Linked DNA regions of Mus musculus: regions 2 and 3 are each linked to region 1. A link is a contact called in public ChIA-PET data. All regions are on one chromosome and are shown on one strand. Each heading gives the region's core, a stretch centred on a gene start, on an enhancer-like site or on the middle of the called end of the contact. The rest is flanking DNA. Distances are from core to core; before and after follow the strand shown. Region 1 has its middle 14 kb from the start of Slc4a8. Region 2 has its middle 20 kb from the start of Nr4a1. Region 3 has its middle 15 kb from the start of Tmprss12.

The links. ChIA-PET counts read pairs in DNA pulled down with a chosen protein or histone mark.
Region 2: an RNA polymerase II ChIA-PET map of memory CD8 T cells shows a contact between it and region 1, with 47 read pairs. The contact joins two enhancer-like sites. A contact is called at or near these places in 9 of 39 promoter capture datasets (the 3T3-L1 cell line, the C10 cell line, the SN4741 cell line and 5 more), 9 of 484 Hi-C or Micro-C datasets (B cells, CD4 T cells, CD8 T cells and 5 more) and 7 of 115 datasets of contacts at active chromatin or transcription factors (Th17 cells, embryonic midbrain, embryonic stem cells and 4 more).
Region 3: an RNA polymerase II ChIA-PET map of memory CD8 T cells shows a contact between it and region 1, with 8 read pairs. The contact joins two enhancer-like sites. A contact is called at or near these places in 1 of 484 Hi-C or Micro-C datasets (cortical neurons) and 2 of 115 datasets of contacts at active chromatin or transcription factors (bone marrow-derived macrophages and memory CD8 T cells).

The regions. Positions count from the first base shown.
Region 1 is chr15:100,746,019-100,749,120 of GRCm38.p6, reverse strand. No RefSeq gene overlaps it. Among named protein-coding and RNA genes, the nearest start is that of Slc4a8, 14 kb to the left of the region's middle. Within about 2 kb of position 1,405, at least 111 of the 459 cell types and tissues checked have an H3K27ac peak or open chromatin away from gene starts, as enhancers often do. A contact at or near this core is called in CD8 T cells, the N1E-115 cell line, Th17 cells and 3 more, where this site is marked.
Region 2 is chr15:101,245,028-101,248,129 of GRCm38.p6, reverse strand. No RefSeq gene overlaps it. Among named protein-coding and RNA genes, the nearest start is that of Nr4a1, 20 kb to the left of the region's middle. Within about 2 kb of position 1,614, at least 406 of the 459 cell types and tissues checked have an H3K27ac peak or open chromatin away from gene starts, as enhancers often do. A contact at or near this core is called in CD8 T cells, the N1E-115 cell line, Th17 cells and 3 more, where this site is marked.
Region 3 is chr15:100,264,397-100,267,498 of GRCm38.p6, reverse strand. No RefSeq gene overlaps it. Among named protein-coding and RNA genes, the nearest start is that of Tmprss12, 15 kb to the left of the region's middle. Within about 2 kb of position 1,663, at least 8 of the 459 cell types and tissues checked have an H3K27ac peak or open chromatin away from gene starts, as enhancers often do. A contact at or near this core is called in memory CD8 T cells, where this site is marked.

The sequences.
Region 1 (3,102 bases), core at 156-2,655:
CCATCTCTCCAGCCCTAGAACAAGTTCGTATAGAAGAGGTCACTCGTGCTTTGCAAAAGACATGCCCTTTGCAAAGGAGTTTTGATGTAGTTGTGTGTCTCAGGCTTTGCTGTGATAACTGTCAGGAGGAAACTTTTCTCGAAGTATGTCAAAAATAAACCGCTCAGGGTCAGACTCTGGGGCTTTGAACCAGCCCAGGCCATTCTAGGCTGTGCTGAACTAGATTTTCTTCTTGACACTGTTGGATCATTTAGCTGTCAGCCATTTGCAGGGGCACCTCCATCCTCCACCCCCCAGGGACTTAGGCAGCCTCTTGAATGTCCTGGCTCAACCTCTTACAGTAGGCAGCCTCTTGAATGTCCTGGCTCAGCCTCTTACAGTAGGCAGACTCTTGGATGTCCTGGCCCAGCCTCTTATAGTAGGCAGACTCTTGATGTCCTAGCTCAACCTCTTGCTTTCTGTTTTGAAGACCATCTCCGATCACAGCAGAAAAGCCTCCAGCTCTCTGGACTTCCAACTATCATTAAGACTTACCTGGGAATTTGCTTGGTTCACAGCCTAGGACAGCAGGTCATCCTGGCAACATTTCCACACTGGTCCAGTAGTCACCACTCAGCTCCCAAGATCCTTTCCTACGCCCCTGGAAACATCAATCATTCCTGACACATTTCAAAGACGCTTCTGCCTGCTTTCTCTCTTCTGGGCCTGAACTTGAGTGTACATGGCTCTCTTTACTGTTTGTAATCGACTTCTCAAGAGCAATGTTAGTATAGGTGTTATTGTTATTTTTGGTCAGACTCTTTTAGTTCGAAGTGCTAGAAACAAACAAATTTCAACCATTCAATGGAATTCTCATCAAAATGCCAGTGCCAATCTTCTGAGAAATAGAAAAAAGATTCTAAAATGCATAAGCAATGTTGTGTTTTATGAGAGAGAGAGAGAGAGAGAGAGAGAGCGAGAGAGAGCGCCAGGATATGTTTGCTAGAGCTGGGTATGGTGAGGTGGAAGAGGGCGCCTTTGCGGCCCATGCTAAGACATCCCTTCCCCCTGAGGTACCAGATATATAAACAGATATAGTATGGAACAGAGTTTATTTAGGGCATGGGAAGGGGAGTTGAGGAGGGAGGGGAGATAGAGAAAGGCGGGAGGGGGGGTGGAACTGGCCAGGAAGACGTGGAGAGAGGGAGGAGGAGGGTGGGGAGAGAGGGAGAGCGGCAGGGAGAGAAGGGGCAGAGAGTAAGAGAGCTAGGAAGGGGCAAGCAGCCCCATTTATATTGAGCTGTTGCCAGGTAACTGTGGGGCGGAGACTAGAAGGAATGATAACAAGCACCAAAGACAAATAGACACCATAGACGAATGTCCGATGAAAAGGCTGACTCTGGAAGTATGGTCATGTTCTACTACAAAGTAACAAAAACAGCTTGATACGGGAGCCAAAACAGACAGGCAGGCAGTGTTCGCAGGGGTGCTGCTGTAGCAGCCGTTAGTATGACAAACAAGCCATAAAACACTCAGATAAAAGACAACTTCAAAACAAATAACACCAGAAAAAACTGGATATCCACACAGAGAAGACTGAAAACAGTCCCCTCATACTGTACAGAAATCACCCCAAATGGATCAAAGATCTCAGTATAAGAACTTAATCCATTGGGGGTTGGGGGGCGGGGAATAGAGAAAAATACATCCACACATCGGCTTAAGCACTCTTTCTGAAAGGGACGAGCCGGGACGGGGGTGGGACTAGCCGGGACGGGGGTGGGACTAGCCGGGACGGGGGGTGGGACTAGCCGGGACGGGGGTGGGACTAGCCGGGACGGGGGTGGGACTAGCCGGGACTGGGGTGGGACTAGCCGGGACGGGGGTGGGACTAGCCGGGACTGGGGTGGGGTGGGGTGGGGTGGGGGTTAGGTCAGACCCTGAGGGCGGCTCAGTGGTTAAAGTATTTGCCCTGCAATGATAAGCGGCTGAGTTAGATAACCCAGAACCCTGAAGGCTGGAGGAGTGGGAGGAGCCACACTGGTAGCAGGAGCTCAGGAGGCAGACAAGTTCTCTAGTGTTCTTGGTATGTTCCAAGCTAGTGAGAAACCCTGTCTCAAAAATCAAAGTGGACTGTTGGCTGGGTTTTTTTTTTTTTTTTTGCTTTGTTTTTGTTTTTTTGTTTTGTTTTGTTTTAAATACTATTGTGTCCTTTTATCTCTGATTCCCTTCCAAAGTTTATTCCACCCTAATCCCTTACAACACCAAGTAGGAAAGAAAGAAAGTTAGAGGGGAAAGGGAGGGTAGACCTCTTTAGACTACGTCCTGTTTATTAAGGGTGTTGGGTTCCCTGGGGGCAAATCCAATCTTCATCGTCAAAATATCCAGCAGTACCGCAATCCAGCAACAGCAAACACCACAGCAAATGCAGCAGCAGGGGCAGCAGCTGCTGCCACAGGGCCTCTCAGGTCTCCCATTTATAGCCTCTCCAGAGTCCCCAGAGTTAAACTAGCTGAAGCTAGTGTATGCCCCGCCAGTGCATGACGCAAATGACAATCACCTGCTGCGAAGCAGCCTCTTATCCCACACCTGAGAGTAAAACAAAAACATACTCACACAACATAACTGAGTTTTTAAAGAAACCAAAATTCTCACTGCCTTTCCCCATTTTAATCTTAAAAAATGACATTTTCTCTAATATTAATAGACTATTAATATAAACAAATTATGAGAACTGTCAAGTAAGAATTATATTTACAATCTCCTGTTCATATGTATTTGGTAACCTTGGAGAAGGCACTCCACTATCAGTCCTTTCCCGGTGAGCCCAAAGTTTTGCACGTAAATCACTGTCTTGCATTTAACACCTTTAAAACATCTTTTTAGGCCCTAAAACATTTTCTTAACTCCTAAACAACTTAGGCTTAACTGTGAGATGTTACTATCTAGTCTTCAACTCTATCAGAGACCTGGCAAGGATGAATATCACCGGAGTAAACAGGAGGTACAGAGCAAGTAGCTTTCAAACTATAGAAATGTCAGAGTCTGCTGGCTGCCCGGACAGTCACCCAAGGTCTGTCTGTATCCTTGGAGCATCCATCTTCATCAACAGGCCCAGAATAT
Region 2 (3,102 bases), core at 365-2,864, 500 kb before region 1:
GTCAGTGGCCAAGCAGCCCCACAGCCTGGCTTTCTAATTCCCAGAAGGCACTCACCACGGTGTCCCCTCCTCCCTGCCCAAATCCCAGGACCACTTCCCAGTTCCTCCTGCAGACAGGAGAGTGGAGAGGGAAGGTAAACCACTCAGTCCTTTGTAAGGCTGGGCTTCTAGGAGCAGTTAGGGATGCAGTCCTCATTGGTACTAGCCCACACCCTGGAGGGTTCCTAAGACAGGGAGACAAGAGCTGGAGAGATGGCTCAGCGGTTAAGAGCACTGACTGCTCTTCCTGAGGTCCTGAGTTTAATTCCCAGCAACCACATGGTAGCTCACAACTATCTGTAATGGGATCTGATGCCCCCTTCTGGTGTGTCTGAAAAGAGCTACAGTGTACTCATATACAAAAAAATAAATAAATAAATAAATAAGTCTTAAAAAAAAAAAAGACACGGAGACAAAAAGCCCAGCAGCTAGTTTTACTATGAGGGGATATCTACACAGTCAAGACAGATTAAGAGTAAGGAAGGATATATGAGGGAAGAGGGGCCACCCTAGAGAAAAAGAATGTGGGGTATAGTGTGGAAAAAGGCCTAGAAATGGAAAGAACACCCCATGGAGGTTAGGCTGTCCGGAATTTCAAGGGTATGAGACAGGGACAAGATGGAAGTCCCAAGGGTGAAAAACAGTAAGCCACCTTGAGCCACAAGGCCCAAGGCCATCTAGCATACTTGGTGACCTGGATTCAGCTGCTTATAGTTGAGGAGCCAGTATGTTACCTCACATCCTCCCTGCCTGGGTTAGAGGATGTGGAGGGGTTAACTAACCCACTGGGCCCAGAGGGACTCCCCTGCCTGGGACTGCAAAGGGGATTCCCTTCATAGGTCCCTTCCTCAGCCTCAGGATCAATAACTACTTGGCTGGGGTCCCCCCGCCATTCCCCACATTTAAGCATACACTCAAAGGCAAAAAATAAAAAAAAATAAATGGGGTCACCCAAGACTATTGCAAGGACTGCAGAGTTCTAGAAGGCCACTGGATTGGAGGTGGAGAGGCCATCTTCCCTTCCTGTGCTTCATTGAGTGTTTCCACATCTGTTGTCCTTTTGTTCTTGCTACTGAGGATCATCTGGGTCAACATGAGAAAGTGGCCCAGGTCACCAGGCCGGAAATGGGCGAGGTTTAAAGAAAGATTACCCACAAATCAAAACCAGGGCTCTTGATTAAAAACACAACAAAACCCTCTGTAACTTTAGAGTTACAAAATCACTCTCACCGCCCCGCCCCCCCCCCTCCCCACACACACACAGACACCCGCAGACAACAGCAAAGGCTGTAGAGCTGCGTGGCTGACAAAGTGCGAAGTCCGTAATTGCACTCCCAGAGGAGCCGGAGCTCAGCCATCCTCCGGTGTCAGATTCCAAATTTCTGTCACCTCGCCCGAGACCGGATTTGGCCCGAGCTTCCCTTCCCTGGTCCCGCCACCGGAACACCAAGCCGGAAGGAACGCGGCGGGCGGCGGGGCAGCACCGAGCCTCGGGCGAGCCATGCCCCTACTGCCCGCGCCAGGCCCTGCACGCCGGGTGCGGTCGGGGAAGCCGCTACGTCACCGCGCAGTCCGCAGGGAGCTCGGCGGGCTAGCCAGGATTCCATTACATCACCCAAGCCGCGCTGTAAACACCGCTGCAGCCATTGGCTGCGGCGCCGCCCTCGCAGCCAATAGCGTGAGAGCATGCAAATCGTCGTTGAGCCAACGCTTCCTTTGGCGCTGGTGCATGCAAATAGACGTCATTGCCCGGGTGGGGGTGGCCTGGCCCAGGCAGGAGGTGGGTGGGGGTGTGTGGAAACTCGTAGCGCGGCTGGCTTGGAGACTTGGCATCCAAATCTGTTCCAGACAGTCCCGAGGGGCACGGAGTGCGATTAAAGGTGAATGTCCTCAATTCTTAGGCCCTTTTCCGTTAGACCCACACAAGCAATGGTGCAAAAATGAAGTTAATTGCTGGGCGTGGTAGCCCAGGCCTGTAATCTCAGCATTTGGGAGTTGGCCAGCCTGAGCTACAAGAAGCCCTGCCCCGAATAAAAGCAAAACAGAAGGGCTGCAGAAATGGTTCGGCTGTCCAGAGCTCCAGCTGCTCTAAGAGGACCCAGATTTGGGTCCTCACGACCGTCATTAACTCCAGTCTAGGGGTTCCAACGCCCTCTTCTAACCTCAGTGGGTACCCGGCATGCACGGGGTGCACATACATACACAGAGGCAAAAATTTACAGACATAAAATAAGTAGATGTTTAAGGTTTGGATTTGTTTGTTTGGGGTTTGTTTGTTTGTTTGTTTTTTAAAGTATAACAAAAAATAAGACCACTTGGAGGTAGGAGGGGAGAAAGAAAAAAAAAAAAAAAGATAGAGAGGTTGCTGAACCATGCTTCCCAGATGGCTCAGGTCAAACCCCAGGAGAAGGTGCCAGGGAGAACCAAGCTACCCAGGAGGTAGTCAGAGCTCAGGGAGCTTTTGGTGTCTTGACCAGGCTTCTCCAGAAATAAATGTCATTTTCAGGGGTGGGTTCTAATGTTTCAGGAAAACAAGACAAAACTACATCTGCACTGGACTTATCTAGGTTTTGTTCTTGTCACTATTGCCTAAATAATTCAGCGTTATAATAACACACATAACATTCACCACACTAAACACTATCCCTAGTGCAGAGCTTTACAGTGTAGAGCAGAGCCAGGTATGGTGTCTTGTATTTATAATCCCAGCACTCAAGAGGCTAGGATTAAGAGAATCTTGAATTTGAGGCCAGCCTGAGCTATAAAGTAAGACTTTTTCTTTTTTTTTTTAATTTTTTTGAGGCAGGGTTTCTCTGTGTAGCCCTGGCTGTCCTGGAACTCACTTTGTAGACCAGGCTGGCCTCGAACTCAGAAATCCACCTACCTCTGCATCCCGAGTGCTGGGATTAAAGGCGTGTGTCACCACCACCGGCAAAGTAAGACTATCTTAAAACTTAAATAAGTAATTATAGTGAATAATATGTGCAACTTATATGTGAAGATTATAAGCGTTCTGCACAAAGAACTTGAATTCCTTGGATGCTGGCATTCTGGGGAGTCCTG
Region 3 (3,102 bases), core at 414-2,913, 480 kb after region 1:
AGGACAGGGAAAGAGCAGTGCACACTCACTGCTGAGCCGGCCTTCCATCCCAGACAGGACAGGGATTTAGTGTCTTATGCTGCCTGCTAATCTTGTCATCCTTTTCACCAAACCCGATCTTTTTAAAATCAGGTTTAAAATAATAAAAATAACGAGTTAACACACATAATGAAAAACACTAAAAATAAATCTTATAGAAGAAGAGCTAGGTGAGTTTTTGAGAAATAAGACCCCAATTATGTAATAAATTCAAGAGAGCAGGGGACTGATGGAGCTTTATTCAATGATCCTGTGGAACCAGGAGGTGGCCTAAACAAAACTGGCTAACTTGGCTTCAAACCGTGCAGTTTCTGTTTTTGGTTTTGTTTTTTTGAGACAGTGCCTTACTATGTAGGCACTGGCTTTTCTGGGTCTCTCTCTGTTGACCAGGCTAGCCCTGCACTCACAGAGATCCACTTGTGTCTGCCTCTGGAATGCTGGGATTAAAGGCCTGAGCTACCATGGCTGGCTTTCACTCCTGCCCTCTCTTCCCCAAACACTTCATACTTCAAAGAGTTATAGTCTCCCCATCTAGCATGGCCCCTTCACCAAAGCCAGCATCTAGCATGGCCCCTTCACCAAAGCCAGCATCCTGCTGGTGCTTGAGACCCACCCCCTTCCTCCCACATACACAGGCTCAGTCATTAGCACATACAACTTTTCAGCTGTAAGAAAAACTAAAAGTACCCAGGGAAGAGGAACTCGGCTTCTAGGAAAGGTGTGCCACAGGCCTACTGCTCATCGGTGTCTCCAATAAAGAATCCACCACATTGTTGAGTGGCAAACAGCTGGAACATTTTCTTGACTAATGGTTGGAAGCAGAGGGCCCAGTCCAGTGTGGTAGGTGGCCCATCCTGGGCAGGTGGTTCTGGATTCTGTAAGAAAACAGGCTGAGCAAGACATGGAGAGAGCAAGCCAGGAAGCAGCGCCCTTCCATGCTGTCTGCATTAGTTCCTGTCCTGACTTCCCTCAGTGATAGATTGTGACCTGAGAGTCTGAAAATAAGCTGAAATAAAGCCTCTCCTCAGTTGCTTTTGGTGACAGTGTTTTACCTCAACAGTACAAACCCTGAGACAGTTGGCCTTGCTACATACTGCAGGCCAGCCTGTGCTAAGAGGGGAAGTAATAGAATCTATTATTGACTTACATCAGCTGAATATAAATACAGTTCTCTTCATAGACTTCTATTGGACAGCACAACATGCCATTCACTTTTCTGTGTTTTTGAACTGTATTCATTTTCTGAGTGCACCAAGTAAAAAAAAGGAGGTATTTTTGTATCTGTTCTATTGGAGGGAGCACAGAGCTGAGTCAGGACATAAGTATCTGAGAGGGCTGTGTCAAGAGAGCATGTGCATGCACGAATGCTCTCTCTCTCTCTCTCTCTCTCTCTCTCTCTCTCTCTCTCTCTCTCGTGTGTGTGTGTGTGTGTGTGTGTGTGTGTGTGTGTGTGTGTGTGTAACAGAGAGAGGGAGAGAGAGAGAGAAGCTGAAGCCACAGGGACAGTTAGGAGTTGACAGTTATGGCTAAGCTTGCAGATTCTTGAGGACTGTCAGTAGCTGTGGCCCTGTCCAGTGAGAATGGCTCTTCTCTTATAGGATCCATCTGAGGGCCTCCCTCTGCCTGCTCTGTGGTCTCCTGTGTCTGATGAGTTCCCAGCCCTCGCTTTTCTGCTGTGGTTTTCATCTGCTTACGTATCTGTTAGTTCCTGTCTCAATTTGCTGAGTTTGTAGGTGGCAACACCTTGCTTGTCAGCCAGTGCCATGGTTTGCGCTGGATAGATGAAATTTGTTTATATGTGCAAACAAGATGTGGAGCCATTCTGCCAAACATTGTTTTATAAAATGGAGTCACTCAGAGCAAGGCACAGCTTGAGAGCTCTTGTTTTCCACAGAGTAAGGCCTGAAGACCAACATTAGTCAGGGATCTCCAGCCAAAAAGAAGCAGGGGAGGAGAAGGGGAGCAAAAGAGGCCAGGATGGGAATTGGCCCATGTAATTGTAGAGGTCAAGACATTGCGGGCTGAAGAGATGGCTCAGTGGGTAAGAGCACTGACTGCTCTTCCAGAAGGTCCTGAGTTCAAATCCCAGCAACCACATGGTGGTTCACAACCATCCATAATGAGATCTGATGCCCTCTTCTGGAGTGTCCAAAGAGGGCTACAATGTACTTACATACAGTAAATAATTAATCTTTAAAAAAAAAAAAAAAGCCACAAGCCCTTAGTCCTTAGGGTCCAGAGCTCTAAGCCAATCCTCATCTCATTTCTGTTGCTGTGGCAGATGCCCTGACTAAAAGCAACATAGCAGGAGAAAGGGTTTATTTCCTCTTGCAATTCCAGATCCCAAGTCTATCGAAGGGAGAACTCAAGGCAGGCCTGCTTGCTATGCCATCAGCATTACCTCTGTCTGAGGAACTCCTTTCACAGTCAGAGAAGTTCAGCAGAAGCCATGGCTCACAGGTCAGCTTGTGCTCTGCTAGAGAAAAATTGTATCCCCGTACATACTATTTAGTGCATTCCCATGCACACTATTTAAATCTTACCTTTATTTTCAAAATTTAATATTTAAATGGCAAAGAATTTAATAAATGCTTTATAGTATCTTAAAGGGATCTACTTTTTGGCTTATAGATTGATCCTAAAACAGCTATCTTATTAGGAAAGGGAAAAACAGGTTTTCTACACAGAACGCTGCAGAAACATATTAATTCGTGTGACGAGCTGGCAGGTAAGTTGACTCAGTGTCCTGATTGTAATGACTAAAAAACTAAATTAAATTCATGTTTTAGATCCATCCTTGCTTGTCATTTTTCCAGTTTAGACTAGCTTCTAGCCTTTTAACTTTATGGCAATAGTTCATCAGAGACTGTGCATACTGACTTGGTAAAATTAGTCATTTAATAGAGTCATAATGATTTTCTCTTTTCTTCAGTGTGACCAGTCATTCTAACTCAATCTTAGACTGGTCTAATATTCAGTCCAATGTTAGAGACTCCTATATTCTAAATTACCTAGCAAAGTTAATTCAGAGCACATCCCCCAAGGTCACCAAAGGCTCATCTT